2 separate regions of the Mus musculus genome follow, and region 1 is linked to region 2. Evidence: chromatin contacts called from public ChIA-PET data. All regions are on one chromosome and are shown on one strand. The core of a region is the stretch at or near the end of the contact, and the rest is flanking DNA. Distances in the headings are between cores, read along the strand shown. Region 1 overlaps Slc23a4 (solute carrier family 23 member 4). Region 2 holds the start of Wdr91 (WD repeat domain 91).

The links. ChIA-PET counts read pairs in DNA pulled down with a chosen protein or histone mark.
Region 1: an RNA polymerase II ChIA-PET map of memory CD8 T cells shows a contact between it and region 2, with 49 read pairs. The contact joins the enhancer-like site here to the promoter of Wdr91 in region 2. A contact is called at or near these places in 11 of 39 promoter capture datasets (the 3T3-L1 cell line, 3T3-L1-derived adipocytes, the HPC-7 cell line and 8 more), 1 of 484 Hi-C or Micro-C datasets (muscle stem cells), 6 of 115 datasets of contacts at active chromatin or transcription factors (the SCID.adh cell line, effector CD8 T cells, embryonic stem cells and 3 more) and 2 of 9 other capture datasets (liver and pancreatic islet).

What each region holds. Positions count from the first base shown.
Region 1 is chr6:34,963,210-34,969,056 of GRCm38.p6, reverse strand. All of the region lies in intron 2 of Slc23a4 (solute carrier family 23 member 4), which reads left to right. Among named protein-coding and RNA genes, the nearest start is that of Slc23a4, 12 kb to the left of the region's middle. Within about 2 kb of position 2,731, at least 38 of the 459 cell types and tissues checked have an H3K27ac peak or open chromatin away from gene starts, as enhancers often do. A contact at or near this core is called in macrophages, memory CD8 T cells, muscle stem cells and 1 more, where this site is marked.
Region 2 is chr6:34,907,255-34,912,928 of GRCm38.p6, reverse strand. It overlaps Wdr91 (WD repeat domain 91), which reads left to right and starts at 2,098. Exons shown (of 15, transcript NM_001013366.1): 1 at 2,098-2,232; 2 at 3,389-3,568; 3 at 4,608-4,815. The coding sequence starts at 2,110.

The DNA of each region.
Region 1 (5,847 bases), core at 1,482-3,981, 55 kb before region 2:
ACCTGATCCTGTGTAAGTCCTGTTTCCTGGGGGTGGCAGACCTGTTACTGTCCATCATCAAAATGTAGCACAATTGTTTCCTGCTCCATTCTCTTTATCCTTGGGACTTATGCTCCTAAAATATATTTTAATGTCAGTTTAGTGGTATCAAGAAGGGGAAATTTTGAGCCAGGCGTAGTGGTGCACACCTTTAATCCCAGCACTCGGAAGGCAGAGGCAGGCAGATTTCTGAGTTTGAGGCCAGCCTGGTCTACAAAGTGAGTTCCAGGACAGCCAGGGCTATACAGAGAAACCCTGTCTCAAAAAAAAGGGGGGGGGAATTTTAATCATAAATCCATATTTTCTTCTTTTAACTAGAGATTCAATTACATATTCTCTCTGTATATTAAGAATATTGATTTTGTCTTCATTATCATAAATATTTTGTGTACTTTTAATTTTTTTAAAGATTTATTTATTTATTATATGTAATACTGTAGCTGTCTTCAGACACTCCAGAGAAGGCATCAGATCTCATTATGGATGGTTGTGAGCCACCATGTGGTTGCTGGGATTTGAACTCAGGACCTTCAGAAGAGCAGTCAGTGCTCTTAACTGCTGAGCCATCTCACCAGCCCGTATTTTTAATTTTAATGAAGACTTTTGTACACTAAAGGGTTTATGTTTCTAGGGTTGAAAATGATCACTTCTCTCCAAAACATCAATTTTCTCAGCATTATTTATTGAATAATCACCTGTTTTTCAAGACAGTAAGACTCTGTGCACCTTAGACTTAAGTGTTTTGTTGTTGTTGTTGTTGTTGTTGTTGTTGTTGTTGTTGTTGTTATGATGAAATACATCATGCCATAATCTTCCCAGGTTTTTGTGGACATACTGCTCTTAGTAGATACATATCCATCCATAGTAATTATTTTCACTTACAGTTTATTATGTATGAGCAGGGGACGGGGAGTTGCCACAGTGGGTAAGTAGCGATCAAGAGGACAATCTGTGGCTGTCAAGTCTTCCATCCTTCCATCATGTGGGCCCAGGCGCCCAGCTCGGGCTGGCAGGCCGGCAGCTGGGGCCTCTATCTTTCCAGCCCTTAAATTCTTATGTATCCCAGGAATTCTCTTTTAGAATAGACAATACTTCTATGTCTTCAACCAGGATCTCATGGGAGACCTGAAGAAACATCTACTCATTCCTGATAGGGAACTGACTATTGACCAAAGTATGGATACAACCAAAGTCCAAATTAGCAAATGAATGTTTTATTGGGGTTACTTACAGAAATAGGGGTGAGTGTTATTTACAGGAGCAGAAATGACTCCAAGACAACTGTGTCACCAAAGCCCATGCCAGCGTGAGTGACAGTTCACCAAAGTTGGGAACCTGAAGCACAGTGCAGGCAGCTCAACAGGTCTTTGTTTCCTCCAGGCAATCCCACTGAGTCTCAGCTTCTTCCAGCAGATGGGCTTGTTTGGGAGTCTTCTTTGTAGCTTGGCTTATTTGACAATGACCCTCAGCAGTCTTTACAGTTTATATACATCTGGGAAGGGAGGGTGTGTCCTAGTGGATCTGATCAGTTTCAGGAACTCCCTGAAGCTATTTTGAGTTGTGTACTTCCTGTCTTAATGAGATTCCTTGAAATATGTCACCCCTCCTTAGAACATCCTGTTTTTCTTCCCTACAAGCATCCTTTCTTAAGTTTCCCTTCAAAATGGAAGGCTTTAATTTCAGAAGAAACTACATAAGTGTGTGTGTGTGTGTGTGTGTGTGTGTGTGTGTGTCTGTCTGTCTGTCTGTCTGTCTGTCTGTCTGTCTGTGTGGTGTATGTACATGTGTTTCCTTGACCACACATAACTCAAACAGAAACTCGAGGGAGGTGCCAGGTGTCCTCTGTCCCTCTGCTTTGTCCCTTTGTAGCAAGGTCTCTTCTTGAACCTGGAGGTGTGTTATTTCACCTAGGGTGGCAGCCAACAAGTCTTACAATGTTCCTGTCCCTGCTCACCAAACTGCAGGAGTTACAGGGTTGTGTGGGACAATCCAAGTTTTTATATGTCTGCTGGACGCCAAACTCCTCTCCTCCTACATGTGCGGCAAACATTTTTAAAGACTGAGCCATCTCTCAATCCTGTTTCTCTCTGTTTTAAAATTGATAACTTTGTTGCATCCTTTTTTTGGTTGAGTTTGTTTTTCCTCATTATGTTTTCTTTTAGAACTATTTCTAAATTATTCATCATGGACAGCTGCATTTGAATGGTTATTGTACTTTCCTTTAAATTATTCTAGCTTTTTTTTTCATTATTCCAGATTAATTTTCAAAGCATTTTGCTGAGTGAAATGGAACATTTTGGAATGCTGGTAGCATTTGCATTACCTCAAAAGATGAATCTGGGATATCTGGCAACTTTGTAATGTCAAATTCTTCTTTCAAGGGATGTATTGTATATCTGTCGCATCTATGCAAACCATCATTTGTTTTCTACTAGAGTTTTATTCTTTTAAAAGATTATCCCAAAGTCATTTAGGAGTGTTTCCTCTTCTGTATTTTGTGGCCACCTACACTGTTTCACTTGCTTCCTAAAGAAAGTCTTCACTAAGTCTTCAGACCAAGGAATCCTTTACTTTCTTGCTGTAAGATTCTGCACAGGCCAAAGTCACAGACTGTGAGTCACAGTGACATGTCAACATGGTGTTCCTTGCTCTTCCAGTCTGGAACACTTGGGTGTTGACGGCAACTTCTCGATCGCTTGAAACTTTCAGTTTCATTTTGCAAATGGGTCCTGAGCCCTGTTTGGGATGCTTAGTTGCTGTCTGTTAGCTTCCAGGTCAGAAGCTGGCAGTCTCCTGTTTTGTTTACTTCTCCTTCTACGGTAAAGTCATTGAGCTTATAGTTCCTGGGACAAAATGTTCCCTTCATCTTTTATATTTAAAAATTACACTTATTTATCAGAGGAGGTACAGCATACATCATGGACAACGCACAGGAGACAGTTATTTCCTTCCACCATGCAGGTTCCAGGGTTATAACTCAGGTATCAGGCTTGGCCACCGGTGCCCTTACTTGCTGTGTCATCTTGATTGCCCCAGGTTTCCTTTCTTCATCATGGACAGCTTCCAGTATTCTCATCTTCTCAGTGCACTTTAAACTTCTCATTAAGTGATGGAGAGTGGCTCAGAATTCTAAAAGTCTCAGCAGGATCCCTTTTTCCTTCCCTTTTTGTCTCATAAGCTGAGACTCTCAATTCTGAAGGATACAGACAGGATGGACCCTGGGCTGCTGCATCAGCATCATCTACAAGTCTCATCACAACTTCTTGGATCCTCCCATAGATATGTTGGAAGGTCAGACATCAGGTCTGGAGGTTTTAAGAGAACTGCACATAAGCTCATTAGAGATAGGGAATCAAGAGAGATTGGCGAAGTGAGGGAGGGAGGAAGATGCTGGTCTCTTGGTCTGTTTCTCATGGACATGTATCTTGCACTTGGGATAGGTCATCAGTGAGGTCACCTATGAAGTTTGGAGGATAACACTCACGTCAGATGACCAGGAACAGTCTTTATCAATGATGTAGTCACATCTGAACTTTGTTTTAAGGTGCTGCTCAAGGTGTTTACATTTTTCTGCATTCCTTCAGTAGATTAAGATGTGGAAGAGACATATTTAACATATTTAATCACTGTCTTGGTCAGGGTTTCTATTCCTGCACAAACATCATGACCAAGAAGCAAGTTGGGGAGGAAAGGGTTTATTCAGCTTACACTTCCATACTGATGTTCATCACCAAGGAAGTCAGGACTGGAACTCAAGCAGGTCAGAAAGCAGGAGCTGATGCAGAGGCCATGGAGGGATGTTCTTTACTGGCTTGCCTCCCCTGGCTTGCTCAGCCTGCTCTCTTATAGAACCCAAGACTACCAGCCCGGAGATGGTCCCACCCACAAGGGGCCTTTCCCCCTTGATTACTAATTGAGAAAATGCCTTACAGTTGGATCTCATGGAGGCATTTCCTCAACTGAAGCTCCTTTTTTCTGTGATAACTCCAGCCTGTGTCAAGTTGACACACAACTAGCCAGCACAGTCACTCTCTAGGTCACTTCAGCCTTCATTACCTTAGCTCTTCCTGTCTTTTCCCATCTTTGAGATGGGCAGAGCCTGCCCTTCCTGTTACCACAGATACTTGCTTGTATTTCATTTCCTAATACCTTCTCTCTTTGGAATGGAAATAAGGAGAAACCACTCGGACCAATGTGAGGAAGAACATCCTAGGTCTGCTGTGTGACTCACTGTCGGTGAGGTGGGGATACAGTCCAAACACCAGGGCCAGGCCCTGGGCTGACCACAGACCTGATTTGTTCCTCTTTCATGTGAATATAACAGTCATGATGACATATGTGTGTGTGCTGTACAGGCAACACACACATAATTCCCCTGCACCACTTGAAGCAAGTGTAAGTGTTAGCCCTGTTGTCTAGAAGAGGAAATTTATGTGCTGACAGTGAATGATATTGGCTCAGGACCCCCAAGACCAACTTCTCAGCACAAAGAGATTTATTTGCTCCAGAGGGACAAAGGACAGGGATAAAAGACAAAGACAAAAGGAGACAGAGGAAGAGGGAGAAGGAGAAGAGAACAAGGGAGAGGGGAAAGGGCATTTGTCCTGGGAGGGGGACAAAGGACTGACTAGATAGCAAGGAGACAGACAGGACCCATGGGAAAATGGTGGTTTATAAAGGTAAAAGGGAGAACCCTGTGGTAGGATGAACTATTTAATTTAATTTTAATTGGGCATGTTAACTGGGTGAACCAAAGGGGGCTTTTGATTGCTGGACTTCAGTACTTTAATAGCTGAACCTATTAAAGGAGAAGGAAGTGGCCAAATGATGGAGTAGACCTTGGTGGTTAGCATTAGGAATGTGATCTAATGATTTTTAGCATTCAGAGGGAATGGGAGAAGAAGGGCAAGGTTTGGCAGAGCCATGTTTTCTACGCTTGGGCTGGCCAGAGTCCCTTCAAGCACAAAGAAATGAAGTGATTCAGTTGTTTTCCATTGAATTTTGTTTGCTAAGTGTCTTGGTCTGTTTTGCTGCCATAGCAAAACACCATGGGCTGAGTGATTAAACACTTGTCAACATAGCATTTAAAGGGAATAAGAGAATTCATTCTTGAGCCAAAGAGTCAATTATCTGTTGCCCAGGAATGTTGATTCTGGTTGCTCAGAGTAACACTGTAAGGTGGGAACGTTTTTTATAGTGACTCACCCAAAGAAAGTTCTAAGTCAAGGTGTTGTCAAAAGCACTGGTGAAGATGCTGTGTAGACAGGGTCAGAAAGGCAAGGAAGTCTCTGCCATAGACTTTTGGGTTGGTGACAGTCACAAGAACGTTGGGTGAGACACACTGTATCCATACACAGTTTTTAAAGGAATCAAATATATGAATAAAGAAGTAGAGGCACTGTAGCAAGCATGATACTGTTACATTCTGAGGGACGAGGTAGCGAGAGAAAGGCAGGTGACTTTGCCTAGGAAGTTACAGAGAAGATGGTGCTTGAAGAACGGTGGGGGCTGGGAATGTAGGCCAGCTGGTAAAGTGCCTGGATGGCATTCTGGGAGCCCTAGGTTCAATCCTTCGGTGCATTCCTGCAACTCCAACAGTGAAGAATTAGAGGCAGGGGGGATCAGTAGTTCGAGGTCACCCTCTGCCACACAGTTGAGGTTGGAATGAGGAGGGGCTGCTGAGGGCAGAAGCACACTTGTATTCATGTTTTCAGCATGATGGATACCATGTCAGGATACTGGCTACTTAGGTTCACAGACCACCACCTCAGCCCCCTGTATGCCAAAGGAACTAGGGAACAGAATTTG
Region 2 (5,674 bases), core at 849-3,348:
CATGACATCTGAACAAACGCTGGAGGGAGAAAAGGCAGCTAATGTGAGTGCCTGAAGACATTTCAGATTGAACAAGGGGTGTATGAGAGGGCACAGAGAGACTGCTTCTCATTCATTATATAATATAAATATGTAAAAAATATATTTTATATTTATACAATATATAAGTAAAAATTTATATTTAACTATTATATAAATATATATTATACCTTGTATAATATATTATATATTGCATAATATATAATATATGTATGTATTATATATAAATAATATATTATATAAAATGTATTTATATTATATATAAATATAATAAAAATCAATGTACTATACATTCTATATAAATAATTTTATATATTTATATGTTTATATATATAATACAATCTTGAGGCTGGAGAGATGGCACAGTAGTTAAGACTGCTTGCTCCATAATCATGAAGATCAGAGTTTGGGCCCTAGCACCCATGTATAAAGCTGGATGTCCCTATAAACAAGCATAACCTCAGCTCTGAGGCGGGCAGACATAAGGGACTGTGGAGGCTTGCTGGCCTCCAGCCTAGCCGTGAAAATGAGAGCCCCAGTTCCAGGGAGAGACCCTGTTTCTAAAGGAAAAAGTGGAGAAAGACACCCAGTACTCTCTTTGGGCCCCCACAAGGGCATAGATACCCACACCCATGTGTGTATGTGTGTGTGTGTGTGTGTATGTATGTGTGTGTGTATACACATAAATAATTTGATCTTTTTGATGCCTTTTTTTTTTTTTTTTTGGTGTTTTTGAGACAGGGTTTCTCTGTGTAGTCCTGGCTGTCCTGGAACTCACTTTGTAGACCAGGCTGGCCTCGAACTCAGAAATCCGCCTGCCTCTGCCTCCCGAGTGTTGGGATTAAAGGCGTGCACCACCATGCCCGGCTTTTTTTTTTTTTTTTTAATTAAGAATGGCTGGCCTTGAACTCACAGAGACCTGCCTAGCTCTGTCTCCAGAGTATACACCACCACGCCTGGTCTTCATGCACTATCTTATCAAATCGTCATTATGACTGTGCCTGGTGGACATTATCAGTGCTCTCTCAAAGATGAAGAAATAAGGCAAAATGTGTATGTATGCCTTGTAAAAACTTCAAATAATTTTCTAAACAAGAAAAAGAAAGAAGGCAAAAGGAACTGGAAGTCCTTCAGAGAATAAAATATAGGTTGTTTTACAATTTTCCTGAGTTTAAAAACTGTTCACAAAACCACAATTAATTGAAAAAACTAACAAGAAACTGGGACCATAGGTCACACCCTTCTGAAACTTGCCTTTTTTAAAATTTCTCTAAGTGGTACATCTTGGTTGGTATAGTTTACCCTTCTTACTCAGGAACTCAGGGCTAGACAGGACTGGTGGTGGGGATTTTTTTTTTATTGCAAGTTCAAGATCTGTGTGGTCAATTTAGTGAGACTGTGACAAAACCCAAAAGCAGCTCAGCGGTAGGGTGCTTGCCTAGCGTGTGTGAGGCCCTGGCCAAAAAAGAAGGAAAAGAAAAGAAAAGAAAAGAAAAGAAAAGAAAAGAAAAGAAAAGAAAGGAAAGGAAAGGAAAGGAAAGGAAAGGAAAGGAAAAGAAAAGAAAAGAAAAGAAAAGAAAAGAAAAGAAAAGAAAAGAAAAGAGGTCCAAGCTGGACTTTTATGAGTTGACTTCACACTGGCCACTTTACCTGTTGGGGCTCGAGTTTTCTCCTTTTGTAAGAGGAGGATAGAGGACAAAAGATTCTGCAGTGTCATGCCAATAAGCTGGGAACATCACTCCCTCCCCGCCCTGTGAATATGTGGAAGGTTCGCAAGGTCCAGCTTTACTTTACTTGGATCGAGGCATCAGTGTTAGCAACTCAGGACACACTCTGTATCACCAGAAAACTTCAGCAAGCCGAGACGCCCGGGAGCTGGCTGAGAGTAGGGAGGGGCGGGGCTACAGGGGGAGATGGGCGGGGCGCCTGCGGGGCGGGGCGGAGCGCAAGGTTGGTAGGTTGGGCGTGGCGTGACGTACGAGGCGCCCGAGATAGGCTCCGCCCCGTCGCTCCAAGCCCCGCCCCTCCGCCCTGAGCGGCTCGGGTCTTTTGCAGCGCGCGCGCGCAGCGATGGCGGAGGCGGTGGAGCGCACAGACGAGCTGGTCCGGGAGTACCTGCTCTTCCGTGGCTTCACGCACACACTGCGGCAGCTGGATGCGGAGATCAAGGCGGACAAAGAGAAGGGGTTCCGGGTGAGGGGTCGGCAGGGGCGGCGGAGGCGGCTCGGGGGGCGGGCCTCCTGCTCCAACCCTGCCCTCCGGGGCGAGGGCGGCGCTGTCACTGCATGGTAGGGGACTGAAGGCGTCTCCGGTCTGGCCCTCGCTTGACATAGGAGGAACTGAGGGCCGGAGATGGTCGTGACATGCCCGAAGTTGCTCAGTGAGTGAGTCAGGAGCATCGGGACTCAGGTCCCTGGTTCCCGGTACAGGGCTTCACTCCATGCCAGCCTCTCAGCAGGTGCTAGCCAATGGCTGGCCGGCGTGGTTACAACACTTTAAGAGCCATGGTTGAGCGCAAGTCTGAATTTTGATGGAAGAAGCGGGAGCAAAGGGGGCTGCGCCCAGAAGACTGGGTTCAGGTCTGGGAGGTAGATTGTAAGAATGGCATCAGGGAATCATTGGAAGATTCCCTTCTGCTTTGAAGCACAAAGTTCTCTGATACTAGTTTCCACTGAGAGGCGCTTGGGATTTCTTTGCTTATGATTTGTATGTTTGCACGTACAGAGTTAAATTGGTCTTGGGCAGATGGATTGAGGGAGGTGGTGAGCTAGTTGTTGGCGCATCAGAAGGAAGTTAGGATATTGGTTTCTACCTTTCGAGTTTATTGGTTGCTTGGTGGCAAAGCAAAGCATTTCCCTACTCCAGACAGCAGTGGTATTCAAAACACTGTCATGGTGTGATTGTCTTTGACTGAAGGCAGCAGCCACTGAGGCTCAGGTGGGACTCTGATGACCCGCAGGGAGCCAGTAATCACTGTGTCTCTTGGAATTCAGAAACTGTGGAGCTGGGACGAGGACCCTGGCAATTGTCTCTGGCTCATTGGCTCTTACTTATTTTTACAGTGTGAGGCAATCAAGACTGCTGTTGAAGTGACATTGCCAAGTTGGTCAAGGAGACTCAACACCTGGAGCCAAAGCTCTTGCTTTCTGGAATTTCCGAGCTTGCCAGAGCACCAAGTCCTGTATCTAGCATGAGAAAATAACTTGAAAGCTAGTATGCTAACATATCTTGGGGATTTTATAGATTGCCAACTGGACTATATGTTTTTACATCTGGGAGCCATAGGAAGAAGATGAAACTATACGATGTATAGTGAGGTGAGAATTTCCTTCTGTCTGTCTCCCCTCAGGTGGACAAGATTGTGGACCAGCTGCAACAGTTGATGCAGGTTTACGACTTGGCTGCCCTTCGGGATTATTGGAGCTACCTGGAACGCAGGCTCTTCAGCCGCTTGGAGGATATCTATCGACCTACCATCAACAAACTGAAAACCAGCCTGTTCCGCTTTTATCTTGTCTACACAATCCAGGTACTTCTTGCTTTTGACTGTTTCCCCATCCCCAGTGTCTTATGATCTGTAGAGATCATCTGATTGGTTTTCCCCAGTTCTATGTCCTTTTGGTTTTAAGCATGTAAACTTGTGTGGCATTTTAAGGACTATAAACGTTATATATATTTTATATATAAACTATATACAAAGCTGGAGCTGGCAGTGGTGGTGCACTTCTCCCTTCTTTCCCAGCACTCAGGAGGCAGGGGTAGGTGAATCTCTGAGTTTGAGGCCAGTCTCTGCTGCAGAGTGAATTCTAGGATAGCCAGGGCTGCACAGAGAAACCCTGTCTCTAAAAGCAAAACAAAATGTAGCTGATTTGGGGCACTAATTTAGATTATTTGAGCATCACCTAGGGATTGTTTTCAGTATGGCACTTGTCAAGAGAACCTCAGTTGACTTTTGATTTTGAAATTGGTTGAGTCTCATGTGTCCTGGGCTGGCCTCTAACTTGATATGTGTTGAGGATGACCTTGAACTTCTGATCTTCCTGCTTCAGTATTTCAAGTGCTAGGTAGACAGGTGTGCCGCGTGCCTGGTTTTAGCTGGTGCTGGGGATTGAACCTAGGACTCTGTGCATTCCAGATGAATGATCTACAACTGAGCTATCCCCCAGCCCCAGAACTGCAGTATAAATCAGCTTTGAAATGAGAAAAGGCCGGGCAGGGGTGGCACATGCCTTTAATCCCAGCACTTGGGAGGCAGAGACAGGCAGATTTCTGAGTTCGAGGCCAGCCTGGTCTACAGAGTGAGTTCCAGGACAGTCAGGGCCACACAGAGAAATCCTGTCTTGAAAAAAAAAAACCAAAAAACAAACAAAAAAAACCAAAAAACAAAAAAAAAAGAAAGAAAGGAAGGAAGGAGAAAAAGGTGATGATTTTCTTTATATATAGATACTGTTTTACTGGCCTGACAGGAGGTATGCGAAGGCTGCTGCTCTGCAACAGTGAAGAACCTGACTACCTGACTCGGGGGCTTGTCTTTCTCCTCCCTTGCAACTTTCTTTGTATCTTGGCAGACAAACCGAAATGACAAGGCACAGGAGTTCTTTGCAAAGCAGGCCACGGAGCTCCAGAACCAGGCTGAGTGGAAGGATTGGTTTGTCCTGCCCTTCTTGCCGTCCCCAGACACCAACCCCACCTTTGCTACCTACTTTTCTCGACAATGGGCCGACACATTCATTATTTCTCTGCACAACTTCCTGAGCGTCCTCTTTCAGTGCATGCATATCCTTTCTGCTGCGTGTGGCAGTGTCCGTAGTCTGAGGGACCCAGGCACGGAGGTCAGGGGTCACTGCTCATGGGACACCCGTTTCTTTCACAAAATACCCAAAGATCCCTCTCAGGTGTCATGTGAGCGGCTTGACAAATTGCGGGTTATTTTTGTCACGAGTCCAGGGAGTCATAGTTCTTAGTTCTGCATCTGACAGTAATAGCTGATATGCGTGGACAGGGAAGTTGGCAGCTTCTGGGTGCTGGTACCGGCTCAGCCAGGCAGCTCAAGGGTTAGGAGCAGCCGGGCATGGTGCATGTTTCTGGGTGTGGAGGGGTGCTGTTGCTTGCTTTTGCTCGGGTTTGGCGGCAGATGAAAACAGTTTGGGGGCTGGCGCTTGTGTTTGGATTACCTTCTGGGACGGTGACATCAGTGTGGCTCCACTTGCCAGAGTATAGAGTAGCTTTAGGAATATATTTTCAGGTGTTTGAGAGAGAGTGGGAGGGAGAGAAAACATCACTGTAATTCACTGCCTACAACTATGTTGTTGAAGGCCCAGGATCTGATGTGAGAATATGGCTGCCTGGTGAGGGACTGATAAATTTGGGTGTGGTGGAGGCCCAGCCACTGCAGCTGTGTTGACCTCTGGGAGGGACATCTTCTGATGGAGGTTCCTGCCTTTGCTCCCCCCCCTCCTTCCTGTTGTGGATAAGTGTGAATCAGCCTTTCTCTTCTCCTCCTTCCTCTTCTTCCTGAGGACTTTCCAAAGAACTTAGCGTGACCACGTTAGTCCTCCAGGGAAGCTGGAACCTGTTGTTCATTATCTTTTCAGTGCAAAACAGGTCATGACCCTGCAAACTAGGTCATGCACAT